Linked DNA regions of Gossypium hirsutum: region 1 is linked to region 2. Evidence: chromatin contacts called from public Hi-C data. All regions are on one chromosome and are shown on one strand. The core of a region is the stretch at or near the end of the contact, and the rest is flanking DNA. Distances in the headings are between cores, read along the strand shown. Region 1 holds the start of LOC107948121 (1,4-alpha-glucan-branching enzyme 2-2, chloroplastic/amyloplastic). Region 2 holds the start of LOC107910274 (dnaJ protein ERDJ2).

What was found. Hi-C and Micro-C count contacts between places; a contact is called where the count stands out from the background.
Region 1: a Hi-C map of leaf shows a contact between it and region 2, with 8 times the contacts expected there. The contact joins the promoter of LOC107948121 here to the promoter of LOC107910274 in region 2. A contact is called at or near these places in 5 of 34 Hi-C or Micro-C datasets (hypocotyl and leaf).

The regions. Positions count from the first base shown.
Region 1 is chrA04:56,095,146-56,101,744 of Gossypium_hirsutum_v2.1, reverse strand. LOC107948121 (1,4-alpha-glucan-branching enzyme 2-2, chloroplastic/amyloplastic) reads right to left here and starts at 3,176. Exons shown (of 22, transcript XM_016882590.1): 1 at 2,882-3,176; 2 at 1,883-2,040; 3 at 1,089-1,345; 4 at 83-181. The coding sequence starts at 3,011.
Region 2 is chrA04:55,855,933-55,862,122 of Gossypium_hirsutum_v2.1, reverse strand. LOC107910274 (dnaJ protein ERDJ2) reads left to right here and starts at 3,961. Exons shown (of 11, transcript XM_016838080.2): 1 at 3,961-4,072; 2 at 4,558-4,800; 3 at 4,891-4,986; 4 at 5,323-5,443; 5 at 5,547-5,653; 6 at 5,757-5,974. The coding sequence starts at 4,615.

The sequences.
Region 1 (6,599 bases), core at 1,927-4,426, 240 kb before region 2:
TTCACTTATCATAAAAAGCAAAGACATGAAACCATGAGGGCTACAACCAATATGCCACACTAGGTATTGGAAGGAAAGTAACCTGCGCGTGAAACCAAGCTTCTCATAGCCACGAGAAAACACTTCCAAGCCACCTTCATACTTGTCAATTTCCTTGCGTATTTTTTTATATTGTGCATACCTATAATGGATAAAATATACAAAGTAATCAAATCTGGACAATGTTATTAATTGTATTCCGGATATGAAACAGTGCAGAAAAATGAGGTATAGCACAGATTAAATAAGAAAAGAGGAAAAAACAGATAGTACAAGCTAATATAACACCGGAGAGCTATGCAGTGAAAACAAAACATATTACTGACAGTAAAAACTAAAGCTGGCAAGTCAAATCACACCTAAAACAAGCAACTTAATCAGATACATCTTTTTTACATTTTCAGAATATTTTCCAATAAGGAACTGTAACTCCTTCCCCTGCAGTTCAAGGGGACATATAATCATAAGACCGTAAGCAGCAATATCCACTTGTGTTTGAACACAAGTACAATGATAAGATCAATAAGTAGCTTATTGCTTTAACAATTTAAGCCAGTCAAGAATAGCAACATAATTCCGTTACAGATTCTAGCAAACGAGAAAGAAAGCAGAGTGACTTGCTTGCTTGTTCAATCAGATCAAATCTAGTTAAAAAACAAAATAATAGAAATAGACAACCCACAAAAGGCCCTAAAATAATAAAGCAAACGCAAAGTGTAATGAATTCTGAGTGCTTTTCCAAGTATTGCTTCTCAAAAGTCAAAGCATAGAATAAATATTAACAGCTAATAGGAGACAAAAATACAGATTTATTCACTGAGTTCCTATCCAAATACCAGCATGGACCTCCAAGTACCACGTGCAAGTCTGCTGTAGTGAAGATAGGCAATCACAGTACACAGGCAACTATAACCAATATGGCAAAAAATTCCAAGAAACTAAAGAACTAAAACCTACAGCTTCCTTCTAAAGCCCGGAGAAGAGTAAACACTTGAATTCCAATTATCAGATGAGACGCATACAAGTAAATAAAAGAAGATTTATATTACCGGTAATCGATATGATCGCGGAAACCCAACAATAGTGAATCTATTTCATATATTTTCTGCCCTGCACCAGGAGGGGGAATGGACCTTGGTTTTGCTTCAGTTTTCTCAGTACTTGCGTTCCTGTGTAAAGGGACAGATGGCTCCTCAGCATGAGCTTCTTCATCATTATTTGAAAACACAGACGGAAAAGATTCTTGTTCTTCAACTTCAATCTTTTTTTCATCTTCCATTCCTTCACTATCTACATTATGAATTACCTATAGTAGAACCATAAAGAGATAAGGACTTTTACTCTTTGCATTTGATTTAGTTACCTAAAATGTAGAACTTCAAAGATAAAAGTAAAACTAAGAAAATGCCATTCCTCAACCTTAGTCCTCAGCTGCTCAACTTTTATGTCCGTTTACTATAATTTTTCTTCCAAAACAGTAATTGTTCAGAATCAGAGTCACAAGTTTTCAAAAAAAAAAAAAAAAGAGGTTAAAAACTGTTTTAGAGAACCAACAAGCTTGAATGACTTCATCAAAGATAAAAAAACCAAGAACATACCGTTCCCAAATATATCCTTATATGTTGTTTATTATAATTTTACTTTCAAAAGATTCGGAGTTCAGACATAGAACCACACGAATCAACAGGCTTGAATGGCACAAACACCATCCCAGAATTTCATTTTCCAAATTTACTCCCAAGTATAAAATCATGAAAATTCAACTGCACTCAATCTAAAAGAAAAGAGTAATATTTCTGTAAATTCAAAACACAGTACGCATTATTCTCAGAAAATTGCAAACCTGAGGATCATCTGAAATAGTGCTAGGACTTTCCAATTGATCTGTCATGGGTGAAGAAGCATCACCCTGACCACCGGGATCCAGCACTTTCTTGGATGCAGCAACGGTTAAGGATGAGAAGGCTGAATGAGAAGAAGACTTTTCTATAAAGATCCTCCCTACAAGCAAGCATCAAATCAATTCTCCACATATTGTGAAGCCAATGTCTATAAAAGCAGTCACCATTCATAGAGAACTCTTTTTCCAGTACTAAAATTATACTAACAAATTCAGATCCGTCTTCATTACAGAAGAAGAGAAATCAGAATCAACAGCCATATCGGGAAACTCAGAAAATAAAGGAAATGATCCAACCATGACTTTTGACAATAGGCTGATGATGCAACAAATTATACGCCTATAACTCTTTTAATAGTTATGATTTTATTTTCTACTTAAGGTTCCCTAACTGCGAAATTAAATTATCGTCCTTTTTTACAGTTCCTTCCATATGCAATTATTAGTTTTTCATTTCATAAACCAGAAACTTCGTTGCAATTTTTTTTATTGCAACAAGTTCAGCGGTAACATTTTGAACATGGTGATCAGTTGTTCAACAATCCATGTTTCTTCCAATATTAACAAATCACTCGTTGGCGATCGCGATAGCCATAGCGTGCATCAAAGAATATTTAAATATTCATACTTTAACTATAAATTTCATTAAAGGACAGAATATTTGAATTCTTTTCGTTTCTTCGTATGGATCATCTACAACTCGGAACTCCTTTTCGCCATTGTTTCCAACTTTTTTTTCTTAAATAAATCAAGCATTATAGTTTTGAGTGATAAAACTTGCTAAAGCTAACCGATTACTGTTTCATAATAATTTTTTTTTGTTAATAGGAAAATGAAAACAAGATTAGATCAGTTATAGAAAAATAGAAGAAGTTATGAAAGTTGAAGCTGAACAAAACAAAATATATAAAGAAAATAGAGAAGAGAAGGGAGGCTGAATACGAGAAAAGTGATGCTTCTTCAACAAAAGCGACAAACTGCAACTCGTAGAAGCGCCATTGAAGCTTGACGCACAGTACCTGTAGACTGGAGACACACGAGGAAACCGTAAACCAGATACACTAAAAAGCATTATTTTTTCACAGTTTCTTTTTTTACTTTTTCTGATTCGGAAGGTAGTAAAGGAGAGGAAAAGTGTTTTTTCTTTGAAAATAAAATACAGATCCGTGGGAGAGAGAGAATGAAGAGCAAATATCGGCAATGAGTTACACTGAGAAAAGCGTGAAATATGAATGAAAAATCTAAAATCAAAATTGAGGGAACTAAATTAAATGAATGGGGAATGCTACATGTGCCGTGGAGAATTGCATGGGAATGGGTGATTTGGACTGTGGGACCTACCTAGTATTCATTATCATTTATCGGCCGTTCATCTAACTCATTCGATCTTTTCATGAAATTGGAACCGTTAACCGATGCCTTAGTCAAGTGGGTTCTGCTTAATAAGCAATAGACAGGAACAACGGATGGTGAAACCACTGCCATCATTTCCATTACTTTATTACTAGTTTTCAAAGTTGCATGATGAGGGAGCTAAACAAAATCAAGATGGTCGTAATTCCCAAAGCCAAAAAAGATGTGTATAAATTTGGGCCCATAAATTACTGCAGCTTTTCATATAAAATTTTCATATAAAATTATTTAACATACTTGTTAGTTGGATTAAAACATTTTATTGGAAAATTACATCAAGAATCTTTGTATGGCCCTAATGGATGAGACTTCTTTAGTTTCTGACATGATTAATGACTATAATATTTAGGAATGGGGTAAATTTGCCGGTAATAGTAGTTAGAAGGCTCTCTTACATGTACACGGCACTTCTATTTTTTTCTAGTTGGGGTTGATATTTGTAAGTGGACATGGTTAGCATTGAGTAGTGCACTGTCTTGGTTGCTTATCAGCAACTTGTCTAGGATGAATGGACTCTAAGGATCATGCTTGGAAGGTGATGTGGTCATATAAAGGACCCTAGTAGATTCATCAATTTCATTGGTTGGTATGATAAGGGAGGCTTTATAATAATGTTGCTCGTCTAAGAAAGGTATGGTTGTAACATTTCTTATCCGTCTCGGCGTATATTATGAATGGGAGGTACTATTAAAGCACTTTTTAAATCATAGTAAAAAAATTCTTTTAATAAAATACCATTTGACAACTTTATAAAAGTCATAAAACAATTCCCAACATTTAAAAAAGTATCAATTATGATTTGAAATCATTTTGGGTAATTAGATACATATTAGGACTTATTTAAATTCTAAGCCAAGTGTTTGAAGCTTATCGGCGTAAAATGAAATCATTTGAATTGAAAGAAATAAAAATTTTACTAAACTTGAAACTTTAAAACTTTTTTATAAAATCATTAATTCAATTTTAGGACAATTAAAAGTCTTTAAATACAATTAAAATCATTTTGAAGATGCTAGGAGGTCGTTGAGACCCAAAACAGAACTCAGAAAGTCAAAACGACTCAAAACAATGCAGTTGCTTGAGTCTAAGGCACTTGTTGTGGTACAAGTCCATAGATGTACCAATACAAGTCCCTGGACTGTAGCAATTTGGATTGTGTTTGCCTTGTTGTGATACTACTAAGCCCAAGTATTGATACTAAGGCCTTCAACTAAAAGTTTGTTCTAAAACACTCCAAAACATATCCAAACATCACCATAACATTTCCATATGTTCCAAAATATTATTGTTAAATATGACTCTTATTTTTAGTCAAATTTGAGAAATAATATTTCAGTTAAACTCTGTTTATTTGTTTCAATCAAACACTGATTCGTTTAGATTATTTTATTATTATTTGACCTATGAATTTAGCCTATAAATAGGCTCTTTTAGAAAAAATAGCGGAATAAATTGAGAAATTGAACACACAAATTTAACGTTAAAAAATCCCTCCAAAGAGGATAAAAAACCACAGGCAAAGATAATTTTACTATAATGGCAAAAGAACAAAGAGTACAAAAGATGGAGATAAAAACTAAACCTCGAAAACCCAAAAACAAAGAACCTCAAAGCATAAACACAAAATTCTCTAAATGTGTTATGAGTTCTAATATCTAATTGGTGTATTTTCTAATGTTGTAAAAAAGCCTATTTATAGGCTAAATTCATAGGTCAAATAATAATAAAATAATCTAAACTAATTAGTGTTTGATTGAAACAAATAAACAGAGTTTAACTAAAAGATTATTTCTCAAATTTGATTGAAAATAGGAGTCACATTTAACAAATCTCCACCTTGACTCATATTTCCACAACACCATCTTTGCCAAAGCCCTCCACGAGCTTATCTTGAACTATGCAGGGAATTAACTTAGTCGAATTTGTGCTTAGAAACTGGAAGACTTCTAACATTTGACTTGTACACTACCAAATCAAAACTAACCCGAGTCTGATTTTCACGAACACAGTGCCCTAACTTTTCAAAACCTGCATCCAAAAGAGAACCACTCTTCAATGAAACAGTCATACATTTTTCCCTCCTATGACCAAGTTGCCTCTACTCCAAATTAGTTGACTTCGACTCCATAACGGACAAGGGACGTCCGATTTCACCGATCACTGTAGAACCTTCCAGAATATAAAGACTATTGGTTCTTTTACCTTTTAATAAAATGAGAGCTCCACAAGATACTTTAATGCCGCTCGACTTGATGTCAATTCTACATCTTTTCAAGTCTAAAATACTCAATGAGATGAGATTCTTTCGTAAATCAAGTACATACCTAACATCTGAGAGTGTCATAATCATCCCATTGTGTATCCTAATTTTAACAGTACCAATACCAATTACCTTACTAGATGAATCGTTCCCATGCACATAAGTCCACCTTCAGCTGAACTGTATGTGGAGAACCATTCTCTATCGGAACACATGTGGAAATAACATCCCGAATCTAGGATCCACTCGGACATGAGCTTGAAATTATCGCTCCTTAACACTAATAAGAAATCATCACGTTTTCATCGGCCAAATTAGCACCAGCTACATCTTCCTCGTTACTCTCAGTAGCTCTTTTATTTCGCAATTTATAACAATCTGCTTTGACGTGACCTAACTTTTTATAAGATGTTCAAGGATGAACACACATTTTTTTTTCTTTGTTTTCTTTCTTCCACTCACGGCAAAGGGGGGGGCATGGATGAGACCATTTTTTTTTCATCACTCCTCCCTTTCATTATTTAATTACCATGCTCATTATTTTATTTTTCCTAACATACATCACTAACCTAACATGTTTGTGACATGTTTCCACCCATAGCATGGCCGGCCACTATGCTTTAATTTGGCTAATTTGACATGCAAGGACAATCACTCTCCCACATATATTAATAGGCCACTTGAACACTTGCCTAGCATATTTCTAAATTGTCTCACATAAGTCCCTACTAATAAATTTCACATACACTGACCAAATTAAAGTATGGAACTATCACACAAGCATTTACGCACATCATAAACACATAATATAATCTTTAATTATTTATAAGACTCGATTTCATGGTCCTGAAACCACTCTCCGACTAGGGTCAATTTAGGGCTGTCACAAGTTCCCTGCCTCCTTCTCTCTGTGTCCCTTTTTCTCTTCCTTTAGGGCGTATTTATAGGCTGTAGAATGCCTAAAAGCGCTCAAAATTAGCCTTTTTT
Region 2 (6,190 bases), core at 2,712-5,211:
ATTTTTTCAATATAGTCCTTTTTAATTAGTTAAACAACCAAACATTGATATTTATTCACTAAAATTTTATACGACTCTAATGCAACCCTATAAACATTAATTAAATAATAAAATGCAACCCCAAATACTAGAATTGTGGTCCCAAAACCATTGTTTCTGACAATACTAAAAATGAGATATTACATTTCACATTAATTCCATTTAATTCTCAACGATGATAACTTCAAAAAACTTTGATAGTTTCAAATTTTGGTACATGAGCTAGATAAATTAAGATTCTATGACCTCAAATCTATAAAAATAAAAAAAATGATTAGGGGCTTACTTGAAATTAAGGCTCGAATGTTGAAATAAAAAAACCAAGCTTTCTCTTTTCTTCTAAATGGAGACAACAACTTTGGAGAAGAAGATGGTGACTTTGTCTGTAACAGCCCGAATTTGGGCCTAGTCGGAACAGTGATTTTGGGACCACAAATCCAAAGTAAAAGAAAGTATTTTATTATTAATTTTAAGTTATAACATGTTTATATTAGTGCATGAAAAAATTGGTGAAGTAATTTTACTGATTTCATGCTTAATTGTGAAAAAGGACTAAATCGCATAAAGTGCAAAAGTCCTATTTTGATGGCTAAGGGTGTCAAATAGCTAGAGAACCTAAATTGGAGGTTTTTAAAGGGCAATTAGACCCTTTAGAATAGCATGGTTGGCCATAGGAGACAAAGGTGGTCAAAAGTCAAATTTTGGTAAAATTAGGTGTTGAAATTGAATAAAATAAAGCAAATAGTAAAAGTTGTCATTTTTTTTCATCTCTCTCTTTCTTCTCCATCTATTTTTCTCCAAGAAAGTAACCATGGAAGCTTTAAAAAATTTTAGCAACTTAAAGCCTTTGCAAGTAAGTGATTTGAGGGTTTTTCTTGAATATTTTTATACTTTTAGAACCCTTATAACATAAGCTTTCAAATGAGGGGACTATTTTGCAAAATGGTTGAAAGTCTAGGGTTTTAACATGAGTGTGTTCATGTTGCTTTCTGAAATTTTATGGAAGAAAATGAGTTATGGTAGTGTAATAAACAATTTTTGTGAAGTAGTTGCATAAGTTGTAAAATAGATGATAAATGTGTGAAATAAGGAGAATTGTGGGCTGATTTTAGTATAAAAAGTGATCGACTAGGCTTGATTAGTGAGAAAATATGATAAAAATCGATTTTCGGACCTAGAGGTAAAATGGTCATTTTGCAAAAGTTTAGGGGTAAAATGGTTATTTTCCCCAATTTTAAATTGTTGAGTACTTAGATTAATAAAATGATTAAATTCGTGAATTTTTATCATTATAGATCAAGAATTACAAAATTTGGGCATAGATCAAGAATTACAAAATTTGGGCCTAGACTGGGGAAAAGCCAAACTAGCGGAATAAGTCGATATAACCACCAAATTTTGAATACCGAGGTAAATTGTATGTAAATAATACAATTTCATTGTTATTATATGTGTTTAAATTGATATAGCATAAATTTCTTAATTGTGGTAATGAAAATACTTGATGATAATTAAGATAATAGAACTCCCGGGTGAACCTTAGGAACAAATCAAATATTCGTGCCGTGACATTTGGGTCATTTGTGCGCCAGTGTAAGACATGTTTGGGACATGCATCGGCCACATTATGAGAGCCATTATAAGACCATGTCTGGGAAATAGCAACGGCATTGAGACGAGAGCTAGTGTAAGACATGTCTGGAACATGCATCGGCTATGAGATGTGTCAGTGTAAGACCATTTCTGGGACATGGCATCGACACGGAGATGTGAGAGCCAGTGTAAGACCATTTCTGGGACATGGCGTCGGCCTCGATTTCAATAGTCAGTGTAAGACCATGTCTGGGACATGGCATCGACTTGATGGATAAGCCAATGTAAGGCCATATCTGGGACATGGCATCGGCATTACACCCTATGTTTGAGGCTTAATGAATATTCAATAGCATTCCAAATGGTTCAATAGTGAGAGTCACAATTTAAGTTAAACAAGGAAAGTATAACCATGTTGTGAGTGGTATAGGTACCTATTTGAAATGTATGAGATGTGAGCTCAATATATATTATGTGAAATGTATTGGCTAGTGATGAGTAAGTTGTGCTTCTGCCTAATTAAGTACTATGAGCATTATAGTGAATGGGAAAGTTATTGTTATATTTATTGCATGCAACTTACTAAGCTTTATGCTTACCCTATTTTCTTTCCATTTTCTTATAGTGCAGCCTAGTTAGCTCATTGATCAACGGACGTTGGAGGAATCAATCACACTATCAATCGAAGCACTTAGTATAGTTAGATCTATTTATTTTGATTATGGCATGTATAGGACCCTGACTTTATGATTTTGTGTCATTGCTAATTGGCCAAATGTGTTGGCTTACTTTAGCATTTTTATTCATTTTGTATAAGGCCATGGAAATAGCTAAAGTTAAAAGTTGTTATATGAATACAAGAAGTTATTTCATAAATGGGCAATTTGTTGGTTGTTTTAGTAAATATGAAATGTGTAAAGGCCTTAGATGTGGTTGTTGGGTTGAGGAATCATATTATGATAGTCTTTCGTAAAATGGATGTTGTTATTTTGTGTTTCAGGGTGGCAAAAGGACTTGGTAAATAGCCCTATGTTGTCCACAAGGGTAAACACACAGGCATGTGTCTAGGCCATGTGTCATGGGCATGTTGTCAGACCGTGTGCCCCCTGCACGTAAAAATTTCAAGCCAGTATGCATGGTAGTAAACACAGGGCAGAGACATAGCCGTGTGTCTTAGCCGTGTGGAGGACACGGCCTCTGGCCACTGGCGTGTGCCTTGGTCATGTGCCCCTTATTGGATACTGACATTAGAAACAGAATGTCAAGGTTTTTAGACACGAGCTAGGACACAGGCGTGTCATGGCCGGGCCATAGACACGGGCGTGTGTTAGGTCGTGTGAAAACCACTGTAGGTTCAAATTTGGAATTAAATTCACACGGGTATGGGACACGGGCGTGTCCCTAGATGCTTAGGCCGTGTGAGTCACACAGGCCATCAGCACGACCATGTTATAACGACCACATGGGGGTGTTGCCCTTCCACACAAGCTTGTGCCCTGTTTTAAGAATCATTTTTATTTAGTCGATTTAAGGACCTGAGTTGGTTCCGAAGGGTTTCCAAAGAAATTTTGAGGCCTTGTAGGCCCACTTTAAGGAGTTTAAATAGAGTTCTAAAGAGTTTTAAATTTAATCAAGTCTCGGTGACTCAAAAACGAATGTATGCATGGCTTCGTACCCAGTCCTGGCCTCAGACTCTAGTAAGGGGTGTTACATTGTCATCTTTTTTTCCCACTTAATTTACTTATATACTTAGATTTAATTTAATTAATTACTTTAACAAGGCTTAATTAAACTTTAATCCTTAATTTATTAAATCTAATGACAATTAACATCACATCCCACATTCATTTAAAATTGGTTTATTAGCCAGTCATTTGGATAATTGCTATTTAAATCCCCAAGCCTTATTCTAACTAAAAATTTATAGCGATTAAATTTTTGCGATTTAGTCTCTGAGCCTTAATTACTCACAATTTCGACTAAATCTCTTAACCAATTTTCAATTCATTAATATGCTAATCCCATAACATCTTTATTTAATATTTACAAACTCGTTTATGGAAATGAAGTCTCGAAATTGTATTTTTTAACATCACTAAAAATTGAGTCGTTACAAAAATATTTATTTAAATTTAATTATAAAAGTGAAGTTAATTTTTAAATTGTAGAAATAAATTCTTTGAATTTGCTATATGAATTCGATTGTATGCGCTTTATAAATTAAGTTTGTGCTACGCGCAGAAGTTGACGGGGAAGGAAAAAGGGCCGGGGCTGGCTTTCCCTTTTCAGTTAGGATTTTTGGATGTTGTTGGGCTTTGGGTCCACGAACTAAAATCGCAATTTGAACTTAGAAGAAGGCCAAGCCGAAGCCTGGGCCAGAACTGAAGGTGAAGCAGCTAACACACCATAGAGATCTGGCATCCCTCCGCTAAATTCTGCTGTAAGATCTCTATTAACCAAAGAAGAATAATAGTAATAGTAATAAAATCGAATCTTCTTCTGCTGAAACGCTTTGCTTTCTAGTTTCTAGACAGAAATTCGATCAGCTCTAGTAGTTTAATAGTAAGGTTTTTGTTTCTCCGTTAGTTTATTTATTAAATCAATAAATTGAAGCATATTAACATATGGGTTTATTTATTTACCCTTTTTTTTTCCTGGAATGAATATTCATTCAAGTTCGATATTCATGGGGCGGGAAGTTCCAGTTTAAGGTTTATTTGAGAAATAATTTCAATAATGATTTTATTTTGATTTCTGATGAGTTTTAATGTAAATGTAATTTTGGTGCCAAACTTTAATTAGTTAATTTATAGTATAATAATTCAATTTTGTTTTTCTGCCAAAGGAGAATTGGATAGGCATATTTCGAATTAAGATTTTATCTGTATTTTCCTCGGTTGATTGTTTCTCAAATTGTTGTCACAGAGTTATATAAAGAAGAAAGATCTCCTTGAATTTTATTTTTGAAGTAAGAAGGTGAATATGGGTGCTTCGGAAGAGAACAGTGCCTTGTTTCCAATCTTTGTGTTGACTATAATGGCTCTGCCATTAGTGCCATACACTATAGTTAAGATATTAAACACATTCTCGAAGAAGGCAATGACTATCCATTGCCAGTGTTCTGTGTGTTCTCGGTCTGGGAAGTATAGGAAATCAATTTTCAAACGGGTAGATATGCTTCTGATTGTATTTCATTTATCGTCTGGAACTTTGTTTGAATTTGATAAGTATTTGTGATATTTTGGATTGTTTTTGCAGATCTCGAACTTCTCAACTTGTAGTAATCTGACCCTTGTGCTTCTCTGGGTTGTCATGGTGGTGCTGATATACTATATCAAGCATACAAGTCATGAGGTAATCCATTTGTTCTTAATATCTGATGACTACATGATTTAATCTAGTAGTCAGCTGCTAAACCTCATCCTCTCTGCTGGAACTTTGGGTTTAGGTGAAGAATTTATATCTTATGTGTGGTTTGAGAAAGTATAGGCATCTGTTCTCACCTATTTGTTTTTGTTTTTGGATGTGGACTGAATGTTCATATGCTAGTATCAGCTTGGTCATGTATTAATATATTAATGCTAACAGCCAGTTGGTTGTTTCTTCAACATTTTATACTCTGTATGTGATGTGCCTTGGCTTGTTTCTCATGATAGAACATGATTTGTCTTCATTTTTCTTGGTTTGCAGTTTAAAGTATTTGAGCCATTCAGTATTCTTGGTTTGGAACACGGAGCCTCAGATTCAGACATAAAGAAAGCATATAGGAGACTTTCCATACAGTATCATCCTGATAAAAATCCAGATCCAGGTTATAGGTTTAATTTTTTGTTCCATATCTGGTTTTTGTAATACATTGATTTTTTGGAAGACCTAATACCTATCTACCATTTCCTCCTCCCGGCTCTTCTCAGAGGCCCATGATTATTTTGTTGAATTCATTTCAAAGGCTTATCAGGCCCTGACAGATCCAGTCTCTCGGGAGAATTTTGAAAAGTATGGCCACCCTGATGGCAGGCAGGTAACAGATTCTTTGTTTCATCTTTTGTTGCAGACGCTGCTAGTTTCATGAACAAGGGATTTTGATTTTTTCTTTTTCCAATTTTCTTGGATTCTTAATTTAGGGGCTTCAAATGGGTATAGCCCTACCTCCATTCCTGTTGAATATTGATGGAGCATCAGGTGGAATACTTCTTTTAGGAATAGTTGGAGTATGCATCCTTCTGCCTTTGGTGTTGGCTGTTATATATCTTTCAAGATCAGCCAAATACACTGGAAATTATGTGATGCACCAAACATTGTCTGCCTACTACTATTTCATGAAACCTTCTTTAGCCCCAAGGTATAAATTTTTACTGTATAAAAGTGCTTATAAAAAGTTAACTACTACTTTGTATTTCTAAATTATATAGAAAATTTCAGTAATGGCTTGAAATTTTCACACCAGCCAGAAGTTCAACTAGGCTAATGAGAGAGATACTTCTCTCGCCTTACTCCTGGTTGCATTGACGCTTAGCATCATAAAGACTTGAAGTCAATAGTGTCAAACAAAAAGCTT